2 separate regions of the Sus scrofa genome follow, and region 1 is linked to region 2. A link is a contact called in public targeted proximity ligation data. All regions are on one chromosome and are shown on one strand. The core of a region is the stretch at or near the end of the contact, and the rest is flanking DNA. Distances in the headings are between cores, read along the strand shown.

Region 1 (6,950 bases), core at 3,250-5,749, 490 kb after region 2:
ACATTCCCAGCCGATGGAAAGCTTTCTTCTGTATCCTGTGATACCTTGAGGTGGATGTCACTTTTTTATTTTCTAAAATGCTTTGCAAAGACCAGATCTTACTTTACCAATGATGATGGTGGCAGCAGTGGCTTTAGGACACAGCAGCAAAAGTATGGGACTTTGTTCCATGGTCACCCAGCCAGGGAGAGGTGGAGCTAGGATTTGAACCCAGGAAATCTGAGGCTTAAGCTTGCACTCTTAGCCAGTCTAGGATATGACCCTCCCAAATAGAGGTTCTTTTTCTCTATAGAGCTTTACTTTTGAAGTTTCAAAATAGCGCAGATAGAATAATTCTTACATTTATGATCAGTTTCAAGGCCTGCACAAACTGCAGTTGGGACCCGCTTAAACCCATAGAGATACTCTACTCTTTTGAACAATGGAAAGTTTATTTCCCATAGTTCATCATCTTTTTGATACAGAAATCTTTTGTTCATCTTACCTGGTTGTAGTGCTTTGCTTTACCCATAGAAGAAGGGCTAGAGATGGTTTTCAACAGCATTCTACAGTATTGAAAGCAACAGCTAGGTATTTTAGGAAAGACCTAAACATGTTGCTAGAAATGACACTAAGCTGTAGTGTATCCTCATGGGGTAATTTACTGTGTGAGGTTAGAATTGCCAAGAAAATTAAGATAATGGGCTCTGTTGATTTCCTTGGAGAGTTAAGGTGAGATATATTGTTAGTCTGAAACATCCCATCTAGATGGGTTTGAAGTTAGACTTCATTGTCAGAGAATTGGGTACCTGAGTAATACACTCAGAGGAGTGGCCTGCCTCTGTTTACATCTGATCTAGTCCACAGGCCCATCCTGTCTGACTGACTCAGCCCAGCACACCAGGCTCACACTCCAAGGTATGTCCTGAGGCCTGACTTTCTCCTCCGTGGCCCTAGGGCACTCGCTCCAAGCCTGCAGGGACCACAGCAGACCATCCTGGCCCCAGATCCAGCTGCCAGCTGGTAACTGGCTGCCGTGGGGCTGCAATGCTGCAGACACCCCTGAACTGCTAAGCTTGTCTGGTGCTTGCGCTCAAGCCTGCAGCCACCCGATGGCCCAGGAACTCCTGTTGAATCTAGCTCCCTGTTCAGGAATCTTAATAGCCTTCCCACTGGGTCTGGGAGAGGGTTAAGAGATAAAACTTCAGACCAGAGAGCCCAAGGAGATCAACCCATAATTAATTAGAGCAGCTTGGCAGACCTGTGAGCTGGTCCCCACAGCTCCCTGTAGTTCTTCTCCATGGCCCTGGCTTCCTTCCCTGGGGACCATGGGGGGAGTTCCAACAAACTGCTTCTGCACGGATGACTTGTTTTTCTCCGATTACAGTGTCATCAGCACTAAGGTGCTAGATAAGCAGAGGGTGAGAATTAGCCAGAAGGTCTCAAGAAGAGAATGGTTAAAATGGGTAGCTTTATTAGTGTACATGGTTGCCATTCTGTTTTTGCAAACTGTTTTCATTGCTTTTTCTTTTTTTTTTCTTTTTCTTTTTAAATGGCTGCACCTGCTGCATGTGGAAGTTACAGGGCCAGGGATAGAATCCGAGCCTCAGCTGTGTTGCTGGATCTTTTAACCCACTGCACAGGGCGGGGGATCAAACCCGAGTCTTCTCAGCGACCCCAGGCACTGCAGTTGGATTCGTAACCTGTGGCGCCACAGTGGGAACTCCGTCATTTCATGGCTTCTAAACTAATGGAGATGGAAAAAATAAAGTACTCAAATGAAATAATCATCATTTGGGAAATTTTTAATGGTTGATAGGATGGAGGGGGTGCCCCTATGTATGTTGTCCCTAGATTTGAGGAGATAAGCAACTCTTGCTCATACTTAATATTTGATTTTCATAATGGGCTTCTTCTTTAATTATTCATTCATTCATTCCTCACTTGTAGCAGGCCAAGCTCTTTGTGTCTTTACACATATTATCCCTTATCCTTACAACAGTTTTGTAAGGTAAGTAGTAGTCATTCATTTGTTTGAGCAACCAGATATTTTTGTGTTAAGTGGTTGTTAGGAGCTTGGCTGTGAGCTCGGTGATGGAATAGACAAGCGAAGGAGCAATTTCCCTGCTCTAAGTTATTTTCCACTGTTAGCTGGTAAAGACAGATAAACATGTCATTAGAGTGCCTCATTGTGTTCTTAGATACCTTTCAGGGGTTATATGAATTTGTGCAGATTTTTTGAAGAGCAGTGGTTGTGCTGTTTCTTTTTTGGGGGGGGAAGCACTCGCAGCATATGGAGGTTCCCAGGCTAGGGGTCGAATCAGAGCTCTAGCCACTGGCCTACACCACAGCCACAGCAACGCAGGATCCAAGCTGTGTCTACAACTACACCACAGCTCACGACAATGCCAGATCGTTAACCCCCTGAGCGAGGCCAGGGATGGAACCTGCATCCTCATGGATACTAGTCAAGATTCATTCCCGCTGAGCCATGATGGGAACTCCAGTTTATGTGGGAACTTAAATTTTTTTTCCTTTGTCTTTTTAGAGCTGTACCCGTGGCATATGGAGGTTCTCAGGCTAGGGGTCAAATTGGAGCTGTAGCTGCTGGCCTGCACCACAACCACAGCAACACTGGATCCTTAACCCACTGAGCAAGGCCAGGGATCGAACCTGCGTCCTCGCAGATGCTAGTCAGATTCGCTGTCGCTGAGCCATGACGGGAACTCCTGGTTGTACTGTTTGCCCTAGCTATCCCATGTAGGAATCCTGCCTGTAGAAATACCTGCACACAATTGAAAAGATGTTTGGTAAGGATGGTGATTACAACAGTATTGCAGCAGATATAGAAAAAGCTCACTCTCAGGGGATGGTTACATTGTTATGTTATCCACAGACACTGACATAACATTAAAATAAAAAGGAGATCTGTATGTGTTGACACAATATTTGTGATATATTGTTAACTGACAAAACTATGTTGACAAAAAGTCTGTATAACAGAGACACATTACCTAAAATAATAATTGTAAAGGAAAAGGAAAAAAAAATTTCTGCAAGAGTCATAACCAGATTCTTAGCTCCTGTATAGGCAGATGGGGAGACAGGTGTGGACAGACGACTTTTATGTGTTACTATATTGTTTCAGTTGACAAAACATGGGGCTTTTCCAAATGTTTTAGACAGCAAATACATTTCTAAAAATAGGTGATAGATGCTAGGGCAGAGTTATGTCCAGAGTCCTGTGGGGACACAAAGAACCCAGACTGGAGGTGGGAGAAGGTGAGAGAAGGCTCTGGATGGGGACCAGCCTGGCCAAGTTCGTGATGTACATGGTCAGGCACATGCATGGAACAGAGAACCAGAGCTTCCTGCTCTCAGCCTTCTGGAGCTTTCCAGGTGGCGGCAGTGGAGTTGGCCCTTCATGATGTTAATAGCTCAGGTCATCCTGAGCTCTTTCTCCTCCCTCAGCCTCCCCGGTGCATCAGCTACTGAGAAATACTTCGCATCTGTCCACCTCTTCTCTAGCTCTGCTGCTGCTTGGTTCAGACCTCTCATTTCTTCCCTGGATAATGGAGAAACCTCTCCTAGTGGCTCTCCTGGCCCCTGTCTGTATGCCACCTCCTCCTACCCTAGTCTCTCCTGCACTTTGCTGAGATCTTCTAAAAAGGCAGGTTTGACCCCGCTGTCTTTCTTCAACTTGCCCCTTGATCCTTCACAGATTCTGGGATCTCACGCTCATAAAGCAGCCTGCCTGCCCACGCCACCCCCCTTCCTCCCACGACAACTCTTAGGCATTGTTATCTGGAATTTTTTTCTTACAGATGCCACTCTTCTTATCAAACAAAGGATGGATGATGATGTAGAGAAGGAAAAATCCCTGCTGGGGATTTAGTAGTTGATTGTCAGCCTGTTACTTTGCAAATAATCTAACTCGCTGCTCCTCTTTCTGAGAGTAAATGTCCGTATTCCATATTATTTGAGGTGAAATTTTCGAAATTAAGGCATTTCAAGGCAAATAGTCTTTTCTTCTTCTTCCTTTTTTTTTTTTTTTTTTTTTTTTTTTACTGCCCTTGGGGATGTTTCCTTTTATAAATATTCCTGATGGATGTTTCTAACAGTAGATTGGTCTCCACACAGAGGACTTAAGAATCTGGCATTAATTTGTGTACTTGTCTATTTCAAATCCGGATGCACTTTACCTTAATACAATACACACTGTTCTAAAAATGCTGCATTGACCAAACAGCCTTTATTTGCTTTGGCTAAACTTGGAGTTAATGGATGGACTTGATGTACCATAAGATAGAAATAACCCTGAGCGATAGACCTGAGAGATTCACTTTAGGACATACTACATACTATCCTCCCGTCTCTTCCACGATTTATATTTTTATGGTATTTTTCTATGATAGAGTAGTAATCAGTAATCCCTTTGAGTCAATAAGAGGCGATGGTTTCAGCTTGTTTATTTTCAGAAATGTTTGTACGGTACACGCATTGCAGAAGCGAATATACTGTCGTCTGGCTCCCTCTGGTGGACAGTTATATGAAAAAATCAAACTACATAAGAGTCTTGTGGGGAGGGCACAGCTTGTGAATAGTTCTGGTGTTTTAGTATTTGTGTTAAAGTAAATGAGAGCAACAGCACATGTGTAGCCATGCTAATACTGCTGCTATTTATCTTTTTATAAATAGTGACACTGCTGGGACCACAGTGAAAAAAAAAAAAATTAGAGGCTGACTCCACCCTGTAACTTTAAAACAGTGCCAAGTCAGGACAAGGCTCATACTAAAATTCAACAATGCGGTTAATTCATGAGCCCAAATATTACTCCACGGATTATTCTGGAGTCTTCCAGTAGCTGGACTCTTCACTCAATAATGCATATTTTCAGAAATTTAGCAAATGATTATTTTTATCCTGAATCAGTTTTTTTTTGTCTTTTTGCCATTTCTTGGGCTGCTCCCGCAGCATATGGAGATTCCCAGGCTAGGGGTCGAATCGGAGCTGTAGCCACCGGCCTACGCCAGAGCCACAGCAACGCAGGATCCCAGCCGCGTCTGCAACCTACACCACAGCTCACGGCAACGCTGGATCGTTAACCCACTAAGCAAGGGCAGGGATCGAACCCGCAACCTCATGGTTCCTAGTCGGATTCGTTAACCACTGCGCCACAAAGGGAACTCCTGAATCAGTTTATTTTGATAAATTTAGTATTTGTTCATACATCATCTCCTGAATTTACACACTCACTAAAGATGTGCTGTCTTTATTATGGAAATGAATTGATATCAGGTGTTATCTTGGTGGTGGTTTCTCGCTCTTCAACCAGGAAGAAGTTGCATGAAGGCTTCCAATTAAATTTCTTTTGTATATAATCATTGTATTTTATATGTTAATAAAAGTTTACATTTATTATGTCCATCAACAGAGGAATGGATAAAGAAGTGAAAAAATGATACAAATGAACTTATTTACAAAGCAGAAACATACTCACAGACTTTGAAAACAAATTTATGCTTTCCAACGGGGAAGGGTGGAGGGGAGAGGGAAGTACTGGGGGGGCTGGGACTGACACATGCACACTTTTGTGTATGGGATGGGTGATCCACAGGAACCTGCTGTGTAGCACAGAGAAATCTAGAGAGTGTTCTGTGACGACCTCTATGGGAACGGATGTGTGTGTATGTGTGGCTGAATCACCTTGCTGTGCAGCATAAATTAGCCCAACATGGTAAATCAACTCTACTGCGATGGGATTCTTTTTTAAAGTTCACATCTATTGAGTTAAGCATTTGTTGATGGGCGTTATCGCATTTACTTTTCCCAGTAACTCCGAGAGGCAGGTGAGTGGTTGTTACCATCCATAAGGCCGGTAAGGGGTGGCCTCGCTCAGCCAGGTGTCCTTACCTCAGAGCTCGGAGTCTGTCACCCCAGTGATAAGCTGCCTCCTCCAGTAGGTGATAAATAAGCATATGTGTGGGTAATCACCGAGTGAGACCCCTGCACAGCCCCTGCACAGCCCCGGAACCTTGGCGGTTCCGTCTTTGAACTAAGGAATTCAAAGATTACCTTAACCCAGAGAGAGATGTTTACCTTTTTTTTCCTTTTCTTTGCTTTTTTTTCTTCTCATTTTGAATAGGCCTTGTAGTAGAACCTCTTTCCATTTTCTTTAATTAGGACAACTTATATCTATTATCATAGCAACGAGTTGCGTGAGAAAAATACATTTTAGCTCATTGACTTCCTCACCCAGGACTTGGAAAGAGATGGTGTGAGGTCTACGCGTGGAAGGAAGGGTAGAGTTACGGGGCACTGATGCCGAAGGTCCAGCAGGGCACGTGGGCGTTAGGTATGGGAATTTTCATGAAGAGGTTTTGAAACAGATACAGATTATCTACGGTAATTTAGGAAGTTTCTTTTTCTGAAAATACCCAGAAAATATTTTAAGGTTGGCAGTTTTAAAGAATAGCTACTACCATTTAAATACTTTACGTGTATTGTCTTTTAACGTCTTATAATAATCTAGTGAGTATGACTAATCCAACGTTATTATAGGCAGTATCCAGACGAAAAAACTAAAACCCAAAGAAGGGGTTTGCCTGAGGTTATATGGCTCATAAATGATAAAGTTAGGAGCAGAACTCACATGGTCTGACTTGAGAGCCCACCCTTAAAATCACTTCACTACATTGCAGTGCTGTCCAGTAGATCCTTCCATGACGGTGGCGGTGTCTGCTCTCCATGTGGTCCAGTGCACTGGCTACTCGCCGCATGGGCTGCTGAGCACCTGCAGTGTGGCAAGTACGACTAAGAAACTTAATGTTTTGTTTTGTTTTCTTTTTAGGGCCGCACCTGCAGCATAGGGAAGTTCCTGGGCTAGGGGTCAAATCAGAGCAGCAGTTTCAGGCCTCCTCCACAGCCACAGCCACGCCAGCTCTGAGCCCCATCTGCAGCCTACACCGTA
Region 2 (7,138 bases), core at 2,710-5,209:
CTCCCACCCCTGAGGTACCTGCCAGGTCGGCCTGAAGTTCCTGTAGGTTTCTGCCCTGGAGACTGATTCTCTCTTCCACTGAAATTCCCTGCCTGCCTGTTCTGGGCTGCTGGTCCTTTCTTATCTAACCACAGGTTTCTAGTCTTTTTTCTGTCTTCCACGTATTTAATTCCTCAACCGCCGGCAACTTTTCCTGTTCCCCTTATCTTTCTGGGTTTGTTCCTGTGTTATCCTGAGGTCTCAGATGTTAGGGAGGTGGGGAAAAGACAGGTTTTTGTTAGCTTTACTGTACTGAACTTGAAGCCCCCAGAACTGTTTCTTCAGGAAAATTCTGAGTTTTCCTGGCAGGAACCACTGGAGTATTTGTTCTATTTTCTATTTAGAGTTTTTAATTTTCTTAAAAAAGTGTAACTTTACTATCTGCTCACTTGTTTTAAAAATGCGTATAGATCTAGTTGCTCGGAATATTAGCTTTCCCGAGTCTCATCAGTGAGCAGAAGCTGGAGAGTCTGCCATCTCGTACCTACCTAAGGGCCATGGGAGGGTGATATTTGGGGAGGCGTGTTTGAAGGATACTTGTTTCCGTTTTTCTTCCAGTCACTTTAACATCTCTTTCTGGAATAATCTGGAACAACCATCCACTGCGGTTATCTTAGCCTTTCCACAACTGCCTCCGCTGAGGGGTGTTGTAGTGTTTTAACCTCCACTTTAATAACAAAAAACGATGGACAAGAAGTAGACTTTCCTGTTACTGCAGTTACTTTAGGAATTTTTGAAGGACATTATCTTCTCTCCTCATTTACTCAGCGAAACATTTTAAAAAAGAACTCATTGCGACAAAAAACTTGGGTTCTTCAGAGAAGCTGATGTGTTTTCTCCTTTCTGATAATGAGAATGGTGTGAGGGACCATGTTTTCCTTTATGATGTGTTTTAGCATTATTTGATCTTGACTTTTCTATCTTAAAAATGTGATCATGTCTCCGAGATCACGTGGCTTCAGAGGGAACGCAGTTGGCAATTGGTTCCCATTGTCCGCTTGGCTGCAACTTCAACCAGGGATCAGGTAAAAGCAGTATCTTCAGCAGGACAATGGATCCAAAAAACGACCCCTTTGTGGTTATATGGGGCTTACTCAGTTTCAGTGCATGGTGCACATTTTCTGATAATTGGTTTATTTCTTACATATCCCATAAATGAAAATAAATAAATTAAAACACACGGTAACTGGAAAACAAATTGAAAAAGCATATTTTCTTTAACACTGCAATAATGTGACCATTAATTTCATATATGATGAAACTTTTTGGATTCTACTTATAGAGAAGTTTTCTCTAGATCTTTCTTTATTACTAAATCTCTAATTCTACTGGGTCTCAGTAAAAAATGTACACTGTTTATTAATTATTATTTATTAATCATTATTAATGGAGCGCTACATCTTCTATGTTGTGCACATCACCATCTGAATGGTTTTTTTTTTGTTTTTTTGTTTTGTCTTTTTGCGTTTCCCAGGGCTGCACCCGCCACATATGGAGGTTCCCAGGCTAGGGGTCTAATCGGAGCTGTAGCCATCGGCCCACGCCAGAGTCACAGCAACGCGGGATCCGAGCCCCGTCTGCAACCTACACCACAGCTCATGGCAACGCCGGATCCTTAACCCACTGAGCGAGGCCAGGGATCAAACCTGCCACCTCATGGTTCCTAGTCAGATTCGTTTCCACTGCACCAAGAGGGGAATACCCGGATATGTCTATTTTGAATACAATATATACAGTTTTCATATTATTTCCAAAAAAGAAAGCCAGATTTTTTTTCTCTTTTAAAATTTGAAGACATACAAAATAGCTTTATTATTTGTATTAGGTTGAATAGTGTCTCCTCCTCAATTTATGTGTGCTCAAAACCTCGGAATGTGATCTTATTGGAAGCAGGGTCTTTGCAAATGGAATTATTTAAGATGAGGTCATCTTTGATTAGGGTGGGCCCTAAATCCAATGACTGGCATCATTATAAGAAGGCTGTGTGAAGATACAGAGAGACACATGGAGAAGGTCAGCTGAAGATGGAGGCGGACATTGGAGCAACAAGCCAAGGATGGCTGGTGACCTCCAGAAACTAGGAGAAAGGCCAGGAAAAGCGATTCCTTCAGAGCCTCCGGAAGAAACCAAACTTGTTTACACTTCGATTCAGACTTCTGGCCTCCTGAATTGTGAGGCAGTGAGACACCCAGTTTGCAGTAGTTTGTTAATTTATTACAGCACATAAATTGAGCAGCTAATGGATGCTCCATAAATGCCAACTGATCTCCTTCAAAAGGGAGAAAAAAATTCTATAATAAGCTAAACAAGAGAGGTACTTTCACAATAATTTTAAACAAAACACATTCTGATGAAGAAAAGCTATTTTTTTTTTTTTTTGCTTTGGTAGAAAATGCATGGGTTTAATATATGCATTACTATAGTTGTGTTTTGAAAATTTTTGACCTCATTAATATTATATATATGAATTATAGCTAAGGAAACTGACTTGAATGAGGAGAATCAAATTTCATACTTTAAAATTATACTTCTCACAGGTCATATAAAGATTTTATCACTTACCTGGTGTCAGCAGCCACCGCTGGCTCAGTGCCCCCATTGCATTACATCGGGTTTCATTCACTTGACCATTCTTGGAAAGATACTAAGACAGATAAACTGTATTTGCAACACTTATGAGAAAAAAAAGCTGATGCAGTGCATTTCTTCAGGTGAGAATCTTTCACGATATTGTAGGACATAGAAGAATAAACTGTGGAAAAGAAAGATAAATAAAACATGAATGAGTGAAAATTATTTATTTCACTGTGTTTTTTCCAAATAATAAATGCGTTTTATTCAGAATGAATTTAAATGCTTTGTATGTTCATTGCTAAGCTGTTAGTGAGTCTGGGGTAACGAATTAATTGAATAAAATGTGGAAATCTGTCTACAACATGGTCCACGAAGGCATTGTTAAGCGGTCCGTCTGATGTTCTGTCGCCCTCTACTGATCAGTGAGCCAAATTACATTTAGCCTTTTCCCCCGACAAAGGGGATCTCTTCTTTAAAGACAAAAAAAATTTTATTGCTGAGTTTACAAAATACGTTCATGAATTTAAAAAAGCCCACAAATAAAAAATAAGTATATCAAGTACCACATCTGTTTATGTCTATCATCGGTCTGTGAGCTCCTCAAGGGAAGTCAAAGATTCTTTCATTTATCTTCATATTCCTGGTGGCTAGCATACTGCTTAACAGGGTATGTGCACTCCGTAAATGTTAGATAAATGATAAGTTGAAGCAATGTGCGCAGCTGTAGAAATCTTCATTTATCATTATTTTATCAAGTTGTTTCATAAATATCATTATACATGGATTTACATAAAATTAGTAAAACTTTTTCCCAATACATTGATTTCATTTAAAATGCTAAAGTTATTTTCACTTCAATATATTTTAACAGTTTTAAAACTATATTCACTGTCATTTCGACTGTGATTTAACCTGGGCATTTTTCTGGTTAACTGTTATTTTGATTAGCCGTGTGTTTTTAATGGAGGATTTTTATTGGTTCGATTTAAGATCAGCTGTGGTGGTAGAAGGCCTGAAATGATGGCGGCTAAAGGCCCGAGTTTATTTCTGTTTCACAGAAATATAGACAGTCTAGGGCTGACATAAAGGCCCCAAGATCCTGGCTCCTTCTGTCTCACTGCTCCACCATGTGTAAGCATGCATAAGCTGTGTAGGCTGAGTGGAATAAATAGGTGCAGAGCCTTTGGGCGAGTGGACTAGAATAAACTCCACGCCATGTGGAGGAATAGAGGTTGGCATGTTAGTAGTTTTGACCAAAAGTGCTGTGATGTAATGGACTGAGTCCCCTACAACTGTCATGAGATGAGTGTGCCCAGTTCTGGCTTACATGATAGGCACAGTACGTTTCACAAAGGATATTCCATACATTCATGACCACAGATTGCAACTCAAAGTTCCCCCAAATCTTACCCAGTTTCTCTTGTGACATAGCCTTCCCACTCTCTACAATAATTATGCTATCCCTTCTTGCATCTCTTCAAATTTCCAGCTCTCACATCCTCTTTTTCTGATGCTCTCTCCTTTGCATCCTCACTTTCACCATTTCTTCATTCATTTATTGAAGAAATAGAAGCCATTATTCCAAAGGCCTGGGCCCCCTTCATCTTCCCACCACTACAAACTATCATTAGGACTTGCACCTGTTTTTTGGCTGCACTGAAGGAAGGGCATCCACAGCTGTAGGCAGCCATAGACAAGGGCTGAAGCTGCAAAGAACAAGGAGATTTGAATTTACCTAAGGTTATGGTTTTGCCAAATGAATAAGGAAAAGAAAGCGGGACCAAAATGTAAAGGGATATGAAAGGTATTGATTAGGATGATGTATTATGGAATCTAAGTGGAAGTAAAAAGAGAAATGACATAAGGAGATGAGGGCACTGTTAGGGTGAAAACATTAATAGGTTGTAGGTCCCCATAACATCCCTGTTCATAGTATTTGCCCACTTATTAGGTTTTTCTCTTTTTCTTATTGATTTACAGGATTCCTTACATATTCTGAATACTACTTTTTGTTATTCGTAAGCTTGTATTTTCTTTCTGTGACTCATCTTTTTCACCTTTTAAATGATGTATTTTGGTGCACAGATGTTTTCAGTTTTACCAAAATTGTGCTTTAAGGTTTGTGATTTTCTTTTTTTCTTTTTTCATCTTTAAAATTTTATTGGCAAATTGTTGACTTACAAAGTTGGGTTAATTTCAGGCGAAGAGCCCGAAACTTTTCCCATACAGCTCATTATACACTACTGAGTAAATTTCCCAGCGCTAGACAGTAGGTCCCTGTTACCCATCTATTGCATATATAGTATGATAATGGTGTGTATATATCAACCCCAACCCCCTAATTTCTCCCCTACCCCACGTTTCCCCTTTGGTTAACATAAGTTTGGTTTTGAAATCTTTAAGTCTGTTTCTGTTTTGTAAGTTCTGGTTTATGCTTTTTCTGTCTTGTTTTGGAACTCCTTTTCTACACTGAGATCGCAAAGATATTCTTCCAAATTTTCTTCATAACATTTTAAGGTTTCACATTTTACTTTTATATCTACTTCAGTGGGAATTTATTTCTGTGCACAGTATGACGTAGGGATGCATTTCGTCTTTAACTCTCCCTAATTTGGTTTCTGCTCCACCAATTCACTAAAAATGCTGATGCCTTTCTTGCCAAATCCAAAAGACACTTTTCAGTTCTAGCTTTTAATTTTACTCAATTTTTCAGTAGCATTTGACACTTTTGGCAGCTCTCTTTTTCTAAAAACAGCCTCTTCTTATGGTTTAAAACTTTCCTGTTTTCTCCTACTTTTCTGAAGGCTCTTGTTCAGTCTCCCTCAGAGAAATAATGACTATAATTCCCCAGACACCTATGGTCAATTAATCTTTGACCAACAAAGGCAAGAATATAAAATGGGAAAAAGTCAGTCTCTTCAGCAAGTGGTGCCGGGAAAACTGGACAGCTGTGTACAAATCAATGAAACTAGAATACAGCCTCACACTATGCACAAAAATAAACTCAAAATGGCTTAAAGACTTAAGTCTAAGACAAGACACCCTCAAACTCCTGGGAGAGAACATAGGCAAAATATTCTCTGAGAAATGTTTTCTTAGGTCAGTCTCCTAAGGCAATAGAAATAAAAGCAAAAATAAACCAATGGGACCTAATCAAACTAACAAGCCTTTGCACAGCAAAGGAAACCATAAAACAAACAAACAAACAAACAAACAAACAAAAAAACAAAACCAACAATGAAAAGACAACCTCCTTCGGAATGGGACCTACGCCACAGCTTGTGATAAGGCTGGATCCTTAACCCTGAGTGAGGCCAGGGATCGAACCGGCACTCTCACAGCAACTAGTCAGGTCCTTAACCTGCTGAGCCACAATGGGAACTCCTTAATCTCTACATTAGACTGTTGAGACAGAACTGGTACTGATGAGGAAACGGAGGCTCAGAGAAATGATGTAATTTGCTCCAGAAGATTCAAATGCAGGCAGCTCGAATCTGAGCCTGACTCTTTACCACTATGCCAGGCTAGCTCTGTTGCCTACCCCTGACACCTACATTTTAGAGTTTTCCAGAGCTTGGCCTAGGGACTTCTTACTTCATGCTTTCGTTTTTTCTTTTTTGTCTTTCGTCTTTTCCGTGGCTAGGGTCTAATCTGAGCTGTAGCCACCGGCCTACGCCACAGCCACAGCAACACAGGATCAGAGCTGCATCTGCAACCTACACCTCAGCTCACACAACACTGGATCCTTATCCCTCTGAGCGAGGCCAGAGGTTGAACCCGAAACTTCATGGTTCCTAATCGGATTCGTTAACCACTGAGCCACAACGGGAACTCCGTACTCCACGCTTTCTAAGTGATGGACCTCTCTCCTATAGCTTTAAAATCTATCTGTATGCCAATGACTAGCAAACTTATAGTTCTAGCCTGGACCTCTTTTCTGAACTGGGCATGCAGTTTTGCCACTTGCTTGACTCCCAGTCATCTTATCCGCAGTCAGTCTCCTCCACTTCTGGGACTAGCAGTTCCACTGACATGGTGTTTCATGCCGGAAACCTAAAAGTGATTTTTGATACCATCTCAGGCCAGGAGCGCTGCTATAACAATACCATAATAATAGTGTCTTATAAACCATAGCAATTTATTTCTCACAGTCTGGAGGCTGGGAAGTTCAAGATCAAGGCCCTGGTAGATTCCGTGTCTGGTGAGGGCCCACTTTCTGGGTCATAGATGCTATCTTCTTGCTGTGTCTTCACAAGGAGGAAGGACTGAAGATGCTCTTTGGAATCTTTTTTACAAGGACACGGATCCTCTTCATGACCTCATCCCCTAAAAACCCCCGTCCTAACACCATTACTTTGGGGGTTAGAATTTTAACATACCAAATGTGGGGGCACACAAACATTCAGTCTATAGCAGGATCATTCTCTCCTTCATCCGCTCATTCACAATGTTCTTGCAGTTCTAGCTTTAAAATATATCATGATCTGTCTGCTTCTCTCCTCCGCTGTTACCACCCTAGTTTAAG

What was found.
Region 1: a targeted proximity ligation map of alveolar macrophages shows a contact between it and region 2. A contact is called at or near these places in 1 of 47 Hi-C or Micro-C datasets (embryonic fibroblasts) and 1 of 2 datasets of targeted methods (alveolar macrophages).

What each region holds. Positions count from the first base shown.
Region 1 is chr4:111,984,387-111,991,336 of Sscrofa11.1, forward strand. All of the region lies in intron 2 of VAV3 (guanine nucleotide exchange factor VAV3), which reads left to right. Among named protein-coding and RNA genes, the nearest start is that of VAV3, 160 kb to the left of the region's middle.
Region 2 is chr4:111,494,517-111,501,654 of Sscrofa11.1, forward strand. No RefSeq gene overlaps it. Among named protein-coding and RNA genes, the nearest start is that of FAM102B, 31 kb to the left of the region's middle.